Linked DNA regions of Zea mays: all the other regions are linked to region 2. Evidence: chromatin contacts called from public Hi-C data. All regions are on one chromosome and are shown on one strand. Each heading gives the region's core, a stretch centred on a gene start, on an enhancer-like site or on the middle of the called end of the contact. The rest is flanking DNA. Distances are from core to core; before and after follow the strand shown.

What was found. Hi-C and Micro-C count contacts between places; a contact is called where the count stands out from the background.
Region 1: a contact with region 2 is called in a Hi-C map of leaf, with 4 times the contacts expected there. The contact joins the promoter of LOC100274286 here to the promoter of LOC100216965 in region 2. A contact is called at or near these places in 9 of 25 Hi-C or Micro-C datasets (bundle sheath, ear, endosperm and 3 more).
Region 3: a Hi-C map of endosperm shows a contact between it and region 2, with 3 times the contacts expected there. The contact joins the promoter of LOC100272777 here to the promoter of LOC100216965 in region 2. A contact is called at or near these places in 8 of 25 Hi-C or Micro-C datasets (bundle sheath, ear, endosperm and 2 more) and 1 of 3 datasets of contacts at active chromatin or transcription factors (leaf).

Annotation. Positions count from the first base shown.
Region 1 is chr9:92,896,259-92,898,958 of Zm-B73-REFERENCE-NAM-5.0, reverse strand. It overlaps LOC100274286, which reads right to left and starts at 1,434. Exons shown (of 1, transcript NM_001148650.1): 1 at 1-1,434. The coding sequence starts at 1,291.
Region 2 is chr9:93,169,479-93,172,178 of Zm-B73-REFERENCE-NAM-5.0, reverse strand. LOC100216965 (solute carrier family 35 member B1) reads left to right here and starts at 1,313. Exons shown (of 7, transcript NM_001143346.1): 1 at 1,313-1,582; 2 at 1,678-1,775; 3 at 1,925-2,061; 4 at 2,353-2,383. The coding sequence starts at 1,410.
Region 3 is chr9:92,807,098-92,809,797 of Zm-B73-REFERENCE-NAM-5.0, reverse strand. LOC100272777 reads left to right here and starts at 1,403. Exons shown (of 10, transcript NM_001147230.1): 1 at 1,403-1,611. The coding sequence starts at 1,506.

The DNA.
Region 1 (2,700 bases), core at 185-2,684, 270 kb after region 2:
CCAAATTCCCCATCGCCTCGTCGATGCACCGCCGCACCTCCGCCGCTCGCAGCACGCCACCATCGTCCACCTGCGCGCGCACGCCGACGCGCCACTCGCGCACGACAAGTTGAGCGTTGGTGCGCTGGTCCGACATCCGGGGCACGCACACCATGGGCACCCCCGCCGCCAGGCTCTCCAGCACCGAGTTCCAGCCACAGTGCGTCACGAAGCACCCGACCGCCGCGTGCGACAGCACCCGCACCTGGTCGCACCACTCCACTACGATGCCGTTCTTGAGCTCCTCGTCTACCTTCGTCTCGGCATCCGCGAGTGCAGCCTTGTTGTCCTTCCGGATGACGCAGAGGTACGGCCTGCCGCTCTCCTCAAGGCCCCGGAGCAGCTCCTCGAGATGTTCTCTCGCCACCGTGGTCAGACTGCCGAAGGAGACGTACACCACGGAATTCGCCGGTTTGGCGTCGAGCCACTCCATGTACTTGGCGTCGTCGTCCTGCTTGAAGATGCCGGCGTCGCCGCCGGATGGGAGCACCGGGCCGACGGGGAGCACGTCGTGGTGCGCCCCCACGGCGGCGAGCGCGCCCACCTCGAGCTCTCGGCACGTGTTGACGAGGACAGTGGACCTGGGGCTTTCCTTGTCAAGCGTTTCGATCAGGTCTCGGATCGTGGTGAAGACGCTGTGGAACATATTGGAAGGGTCGGTGGAGTCGGTGAGGAAGGACGGCAGGTCGCCGACCGGCTGTGGCGCCAGGCCCGGCATCTCCACGACGAACGACGGGTCGTGAAGGTGGTCGGCGACGACGCCGGCGTGGCTGTGGAAGTAGTGGTGGTAGATGGCGAACACGGAGACCGGCTGGATCCAGTAGAGCGCGGACGGGATCCCGCGGTCCCGCGCGACGTCGGCCGCCCACGGGAGGAGCAGCGTGTACACGACGCGGGACACGGGGCGGCCCCGCGCCGCGAGCGCGTCCACGATCTCCGCGGCGCTGCGCGCCCCCGCGGCGTGGAAAGACGCCATGTAGGCGTTGAACGAGCCCAGGTCGGCGCTCCGGACGTACCCGGCCTCCGTGCCGTCGGAGAACGGGAGGAACTCGAGGCGGCCGTCTTCGTCGGAGTCCTTGGCGCCGTCGTTGGGCTTTGCCGGGAACATGCGCCTGTGCGCGACCTCGGTGGTGGAGAAGGTCACGAGCGCGTCGGGCGCCGCCGCGAGCAGCTGCCTGGCGAGGCGGAGAGCCGGGGCGATGTGGCCCTGGAAAGGGAAGGTGAGCACGAGGAAGTGTGGCCGCGGCGACATCTCCGACTCTCACTAGCTAGCGCGCCCGCGTGTGTGGGTCTGTGCTGTGTGTGTGGCACCCTCGCTTCCCTGACTGCCTGCATATGCCTAACCCGGTAACCCCGAGGCCCGAGTAGATGGTGCTGCCGTGCTGCGGTATCCGGTCGCGGACTAACCGTTGGTGCACGTGCCGTGGCGCATCCCAATTCATGCATCAATCTAGCCTTCAGGCCGTGGCGATTTCAGAAGAGAACAAACAGAAAAACGCCACGATTGACAGCGACGTTGCCCGCTCGGTCCATATGATATGATACAAAAAACGGAAAAAACCATCAGCTGTAGGCTGTAGCTGGACCAGCCGTACCCACGAAACGTCAGGGTACGCGTCAGCTCCACAGCTACCTGCGTCATCATCGTTTGGGGGAAGTAGAGAGATCAACAACGACGAGCGGACGAGACACGTTTCCTTGGATGGAGGCTACCGATCACCGATCGGTGGGGTCGTTCCTGCCCTTCGTGCGTGTAATGTAGAACGTTTCCTCTCATATCTACTCGTCTCTAGGACTCTAGGGCGGCAGAGCACCAGGGTTCGGAATTTCAGCGAAATTTCGTTGATTTCAAAGGTGGTCGAAAGAATAATATGGAATTATGCACTGATTCATGTGCTATAATATTTTCTCTACTCCTTTAAAGCACCACTTTCTACTCCTTTAAAGCACCACTCTATGGTTGAAACCGCCTCACGTCTGTGTGTGGACCTCCCAAACGCCTCGTCATCCTCTCCACCCAACAACTCCCGCCCGCCTCGCCCCCTCGCTGCGATGCTCGTGCACCGACCTCCGCCTCCCACCCGCCTCGCTTGCATCGCTCGCAGTGCCCACCACCTCCCGCCCGCCCTAGCCCCCATATAATCGCACCTACGCCGCCACCACCCGAACCTTAGAAAGCACTGTCTGCCTCCTCACTACCTCTCACTCTGGTACATGAGTCGCCACCGTCTCAGATCCATCATCCGTTGAGAGAAAGGCATCCGCACTCATGGCCTCCGACGAGCTCGCCAGCACACCTCATGCTCGACAATCGGTGAGTGGTTTTGTCGTGAGTGTTGATCATATGTTGATTTCGACGTGCTATTGCTACATTCCCTCTATTCGTGGCGCGACTTGGCTCGACACTGATTGTTGTGCTTGTTGTGAGTCTATGTAGTTTTGCGGAGACTAGGCTTGCGATCGCGTCAGGGTGTGGATGAGGGTATTTTGGAGAAGCATGTGTCTCGATATTTGGTAGGTTCATGCCTTAGTGGCATGTTGATCTGTGGATTATCTGATCCAAGCAAATTTCATGGTGGCGCAGGTGCAGAGCTTTGTACGCCTTGTGGAGTACCACGACGAAAGTTCGGAGCCGGAAAGCGAGGAGGATTGTGACCAAGG
Region 2 (2,700 bases), core at 64-2,563:
GTCCACGGCGACATGCGGGTCGCGCGCGGGCGGTTCAGGGAGGACAAGTCCGACAGATGGGACCCACGGGTCAGCGAGAACGGGCGAACGAACGGGTGGCCAGGCTGACAAGCGGACCCCGCGGGACAGTGAGAGAAAGTGCGCGTGCACGGAGGAGTTTGGCGCCGACAAGTTGGCCCCACTGGGTAGCGAGAGAGAGAGAGAGAAGTGAGAGAGGGCGTGGGACGGCGCTGACAAGCGGGGGCCGCCTGTCAAAGAAGGCGGGCGCGCGCGAGGCTGGGCTGGCTTGGGCTAGTTGGGCCGAATTGGCATTTTCTTTTTTCCTGTAATTTCTAATTGCTTTTCTATTTTATTTCCTTTATGGATTCAAATCAAGTTCAAACACCAATTCAAATCAAATAATCTCAAACATGTGCATCAAACAAAAGAATATTTTAGGTTCAACATGATGCAACAATTCATGACTTACATAGTTTTGACAAAATAAATAAATATTAAACCCTCACTTAATTAACTTAATTCTAATCAAAAGAAAGAGAGAGAGACTAGAGAGAGACTAGAGATAACACCTGAATTTGGTAGGCATTTAGAAAAGAAATTGTATACACCAAATTCAGGGTGTTACAATTACTCACGTTAGTGTACATGTGGACCAAATCTTGTGTATCTCAACATAAAAACATATTAATCCACCTAAGTTATCACTCATTCACCAAAATAAAAGCAACAACCTTTCACTCTCTCCTTTCTTAGTATTGATGATAAATTTAAAAACAAATGAAAACTAAGCATAATCCAAGGTATCACTTCACAATAGTGTATTTTGTTAACTTGGTTTGGATTTTTTTGTCGCTCATCCAACTTTTAAGCTTTGTCATTATGATACAAATAAACATATGTCGTGCCATATTAGAGCACACTAATGAAAGTTCACATAGCATTCAAGTTTAGGGACCCAAGTGACACAACATGTTAAGTTAGAGACCCCAAATGACTCCGACATGGTATGCCACGTCAATATCCGGTTTGTAAACCTGGTTTTAGATGATTTTGTATGAGCTGATAAAGTTCGATGATCTGTTTGGCCGTTCTAATTACAGAGCATGCCAATTTCATCTATGGCTAATGTACTTTACCCACTAGGCCACTATCATCCTACTCCGGCCTCCGGCCGTCACCCTTCCACGCCATCTAGCCAATCGGGCGTCTGTCCTGGCATGCTCGGTCCAATCGCTCTACGCCACGTCACCTCTCTTACGCGCTCTTCTCTCTTCCCCCCTGTTACGTTGGGCTCCTACATAACACGCGCCCCCGCTTCCACTCGGCGACCACCGGTCCACCGCGCATCGAACCCCCACTTGTGCTGATTCTGCTGATCCCTCGCCGACAACGGCCGGAGAATCGACACCATGGCCGCTGCGCGCCGGGGCCGTGGCGACGGCGCCAACGGCGTCGTCCGTCCCCGCCCCCGCGACCGCGGCATCGGCGGCGGGAGCATGGCGGGGCGCGTGGCCGTCCTCGCCTTCTGTGTCGCAGGGATCTGGTCCGCCTACATCTACCAGGGCGTCCTCCAGGAGACTCTGTAAGCCCCCCCCCCTCTCTAATTGCTGTCCGAAGTCCGCTACACAATTAGACAAGCCGGGGTCAATTTGGTGAGTTTGCTCGCCGGTGGTTCAGATCGACGAAGCGGTTCGGGCCGGATGCGCGGCGGTTCGAGCACCTCGCGTTCCTCAACTTCGCGCAGAACGTCATCTGCTTCGTCTGGTCCTTCATAAGTGAGCGCCCTCTACCTTCCTCTGGCGCCGCGTAGTTGCCTAATTGCAATTCGTGCAGCGTAGTGGGCTCGTGGTGATCAATTCCGTCGCATTGTGGGTGACTGGGTGGCCCGCATACGAGGGTTTCTGACTTCTGCGTGCTTTTCAAGTGATTAAGCTGTGGTCGGGCGGGAGTAGCTCCAATGGCAGCGCACCGATATGGAAGTACTGGGGCGTCAGCGTCACCAATACCATCGGGCCGACCATGGGGATCGAGGCTCTCAAGTACATCAGCTACCCGGCTCAGGTATGGTTCCACCTGTTCTTGCTGTGTGACTGTGTCGCCTTCCTTGGTTGTTTTACTTTTATGCACTGTCCCGGAGCGGCGGAAACGATTAATGACAATTAGTTACTTTTCGGAACCCCGTTTTTTCTTCCAAGTGATTTCTATTTCCTAAGGGAAATTATTTTATTTTTCTTTGGGAAAATGAAAATTCATTGGAAAAATGGAGTTCCCAAACTAGTCCTTCATGTGATTGTATAACAATTTCTGGTAACTGAATATGAATCCTGACTAATTTACTGTTGGTGTGAACAGGTGTTGGCAAAATCTTCTAAGATGATTCCTGGTAAGTTTACATTTACTTATACACACTACAGTGTATATGTATCACAACATAAAAGTATTCACAGCTTGTTCTTTTCTTCTTGAACAGTCCAATTTAATTTATTTCACTGAGTAAAGAAAACTACAAAGAGCAGAATAAAAGTGCAATGAAAGATAATCCCTTTTTCTTTTATGTTGAGACATACCATGCTCAACACTATTATGAGTATAATTCTACATTAGTAGGAACAATGACAGGGATATTTTTATTGATATCCATGTTGGCTCGATGTGTTTATTAAGTATCATAAGATATTAGATTGGCCCTGACATCTAAGT
Region 3 (2,700 bases), core at 154-2,653, 360 kb after region 2:
TGAGCCCATAACACTGTTTTCTAGACTTAGAGTGGAATCACAATTGGGGTCTTTTTGCAAATTTGTCCAAAACTGAGGGTTTGGCTTGCAAATTTTCATAAATGTGAACCATGTGACCTTATATGATTTAACATTGTAGTTTTTACACTTTAGTCCAAATGGGCACTACTATTGCACATAGGCCCCTAGGGTTTGGATTTAGGGTTTTCCAAGGTTTCAATTAGGGTTTCTGGTATCTCAGGGGTATAAATGTAATGCAAGTCCATTCTTGGGAGCATTTTATGACTATTCCACTAAAGCTTTTGGGTTTTCTCAATTTGGGTCATGTTTTACCCTCCTGGTCCCTATTTAGGGTTAAGTCCCCTATTCCAGGGTTCTATTTGCAAAATACCAAAACAGTACTTGTTTGAAATTTTTGCCTAGTGAATGCACTCTAGGTGTGTCAAACATATGCAATGCTAATGCTTATGATGTTATGCTCAAGTTTTAGTAGCAGTAACACCAGGGGTGTTACATCAGTGAGCTAGAAAATCAGACGTACGTACGTGTGTACCTTAGAGGACTAGGTGAGTCGGAGTAGCTAGAGAGCGTCAGGCCACCGGCGGCTAGCAGATCCACCATCGCTATTGCTTGAGGGGTCTCAGTACGACTTTTTGTAGCTAGGTTTGGTGGCGATTAGGATGAGTAAAACAGCTCCACTCCGCAGCTGCTGAAACTGCTTTCCCGCGTTTTTTATGCATGGAAGACACGATGTGTGTGGGTCTGCTGAAACTGCTTTCCCCATCCTCTACGGAGCGATGTGCATGGGTTGTTGGGCTCCTGTCGCGATGCATTTAGCGCGAGCGCACTTGCCATGTCGGTCGGTGCTCGGAAGACATGGTGTGTGTGTTTGTGTCATTGTGTGGGTGACTGAGACGCTTGCGCGACATGCGGGGCGTGGATTCGCTGGACGGGGGTGGGGGTGGGTGGGTGGATAGATGAATTAGATTAGATACGATCGATGTGAAGATAACATGTCTTGTGGGCCATTCCAAACAATAAAAGAGGTTATTTGTAAAAATATGACGTGAAATAACAGTTAAAACTGATGTTTTAATATAGTACAGATACAGAATAAAGAATACCATTAAATATAATTATGTATGATAACATATAGACATTTAGAGCGTGTTTTTAATAGATATCTCATTTAAATAAAATCTATCCATATACTATATAGTAATGCATGGACATTTAACTAGGCGAGGTTTAAGGGCCTCCGCTGTATAATCAGACCAGAAAGTGAACTAAACACGCAAAAGTTAGAAAATTAATTCTGCGTTAGTTACTCCAGGCTTAAGGTTAAGCACCTCCCAAACACGCCTATGAGGGCCCTCGTCCGGATCCACCTGCCCACGGCCATCTCCACCGGATCCTTCCTCCACACCTCCTCAACCGCCGCCTCCAAGACCCTAGTACCGAACCCCAACCTCGTCCCGCTCCGGCTCGTCCGCCACTTCCCGGCCATGGCCGCCACCGCCGCAGACGAGTTCGTGAAGGGCCGCGTCTTCCCCAACGGCGTCGCCGTCATCACGCTCGACCGACCCAAGGCCCTCAACGCCATGAACCTCGGTGAGGATGGACCTCCAGCTCTTATTTGACCTCCGAGGACCCTCTGGCCAGGGATCTCAATAAATAAACTTAGTCGGGTACTTTTTTCCGCAATCTATACTAGTTTGTTAAGCCGCGGAGCAATAGATGAAATTTTTCTTCCGCGGTTATTGAATAAATATTTGAAGCTCGTACCGAACTGACGTAGTGCGCGGATGTTTGTCTCAATTTACATACTCGTGCTAGCGATTAGGAATCAGGCAGTGGTTCAAATTTTTTGCTGCTTATCGTAGACCTAAGTGAAGTTTTAGATTGGGGTGGCCCAGTTCAAATATATCATCCAGTCGTGTTCATAAATTAATTCATGCTATGGAGAATCTGTATTGTAATCGTGTGCCAAACTGCCAATAGATGTTAAATTCCGAAAATCTATACTTTTTGTAATACTTTTTTAGCTTTTCTAGATATATTGCCTTTGCTATGCACTTACATATACACTATGTCTAAAACTCTAAATATATAGTAAAAGAAATGTAGCTAGAAAAGTAAAAAAACTCAAAATCTCTTATAATTTGGAATGGAGGTAGTACTATACAATATTTACGTAGTCGCCATGGGACCGACCAGGCGATTAATTGTGATTAGTCGTCAGCCAGGCTAATTAGTCGATCCTAGTTGTTCATATAATCGTCCTATATATGTGGACATTAGGACATATACCTACTATATATTTATACCTATAGCATACACAATAAAACTAGCATCAAGACTACACTACACTAGTGTTTACCTGGTGACATACCTGTGAGAGTTGTTTTCTGCACTGTCCATAACTCCATATTAGGAGGGAATAAGATGGAGAGGGAAAGACACACACTGCTGTCGGAGGAGCGCATCACGAAGACTAACGTCCACTTGAACTGGCTGAGAGCGCCGATGGCTAGACAGCTCACGAGAGAGGAGGATGACACATGGAGACATGGAATAGCGTGCAGGGGAGGAGAAATCACATGCGATAACGGAGGAATCACACACAGGAAGAGATGAGTCTCGTGCGGGAGAAATTGTGGCTATCGTTGGGATTTTCCTGCGTGTCTCCCATGCTGTGCA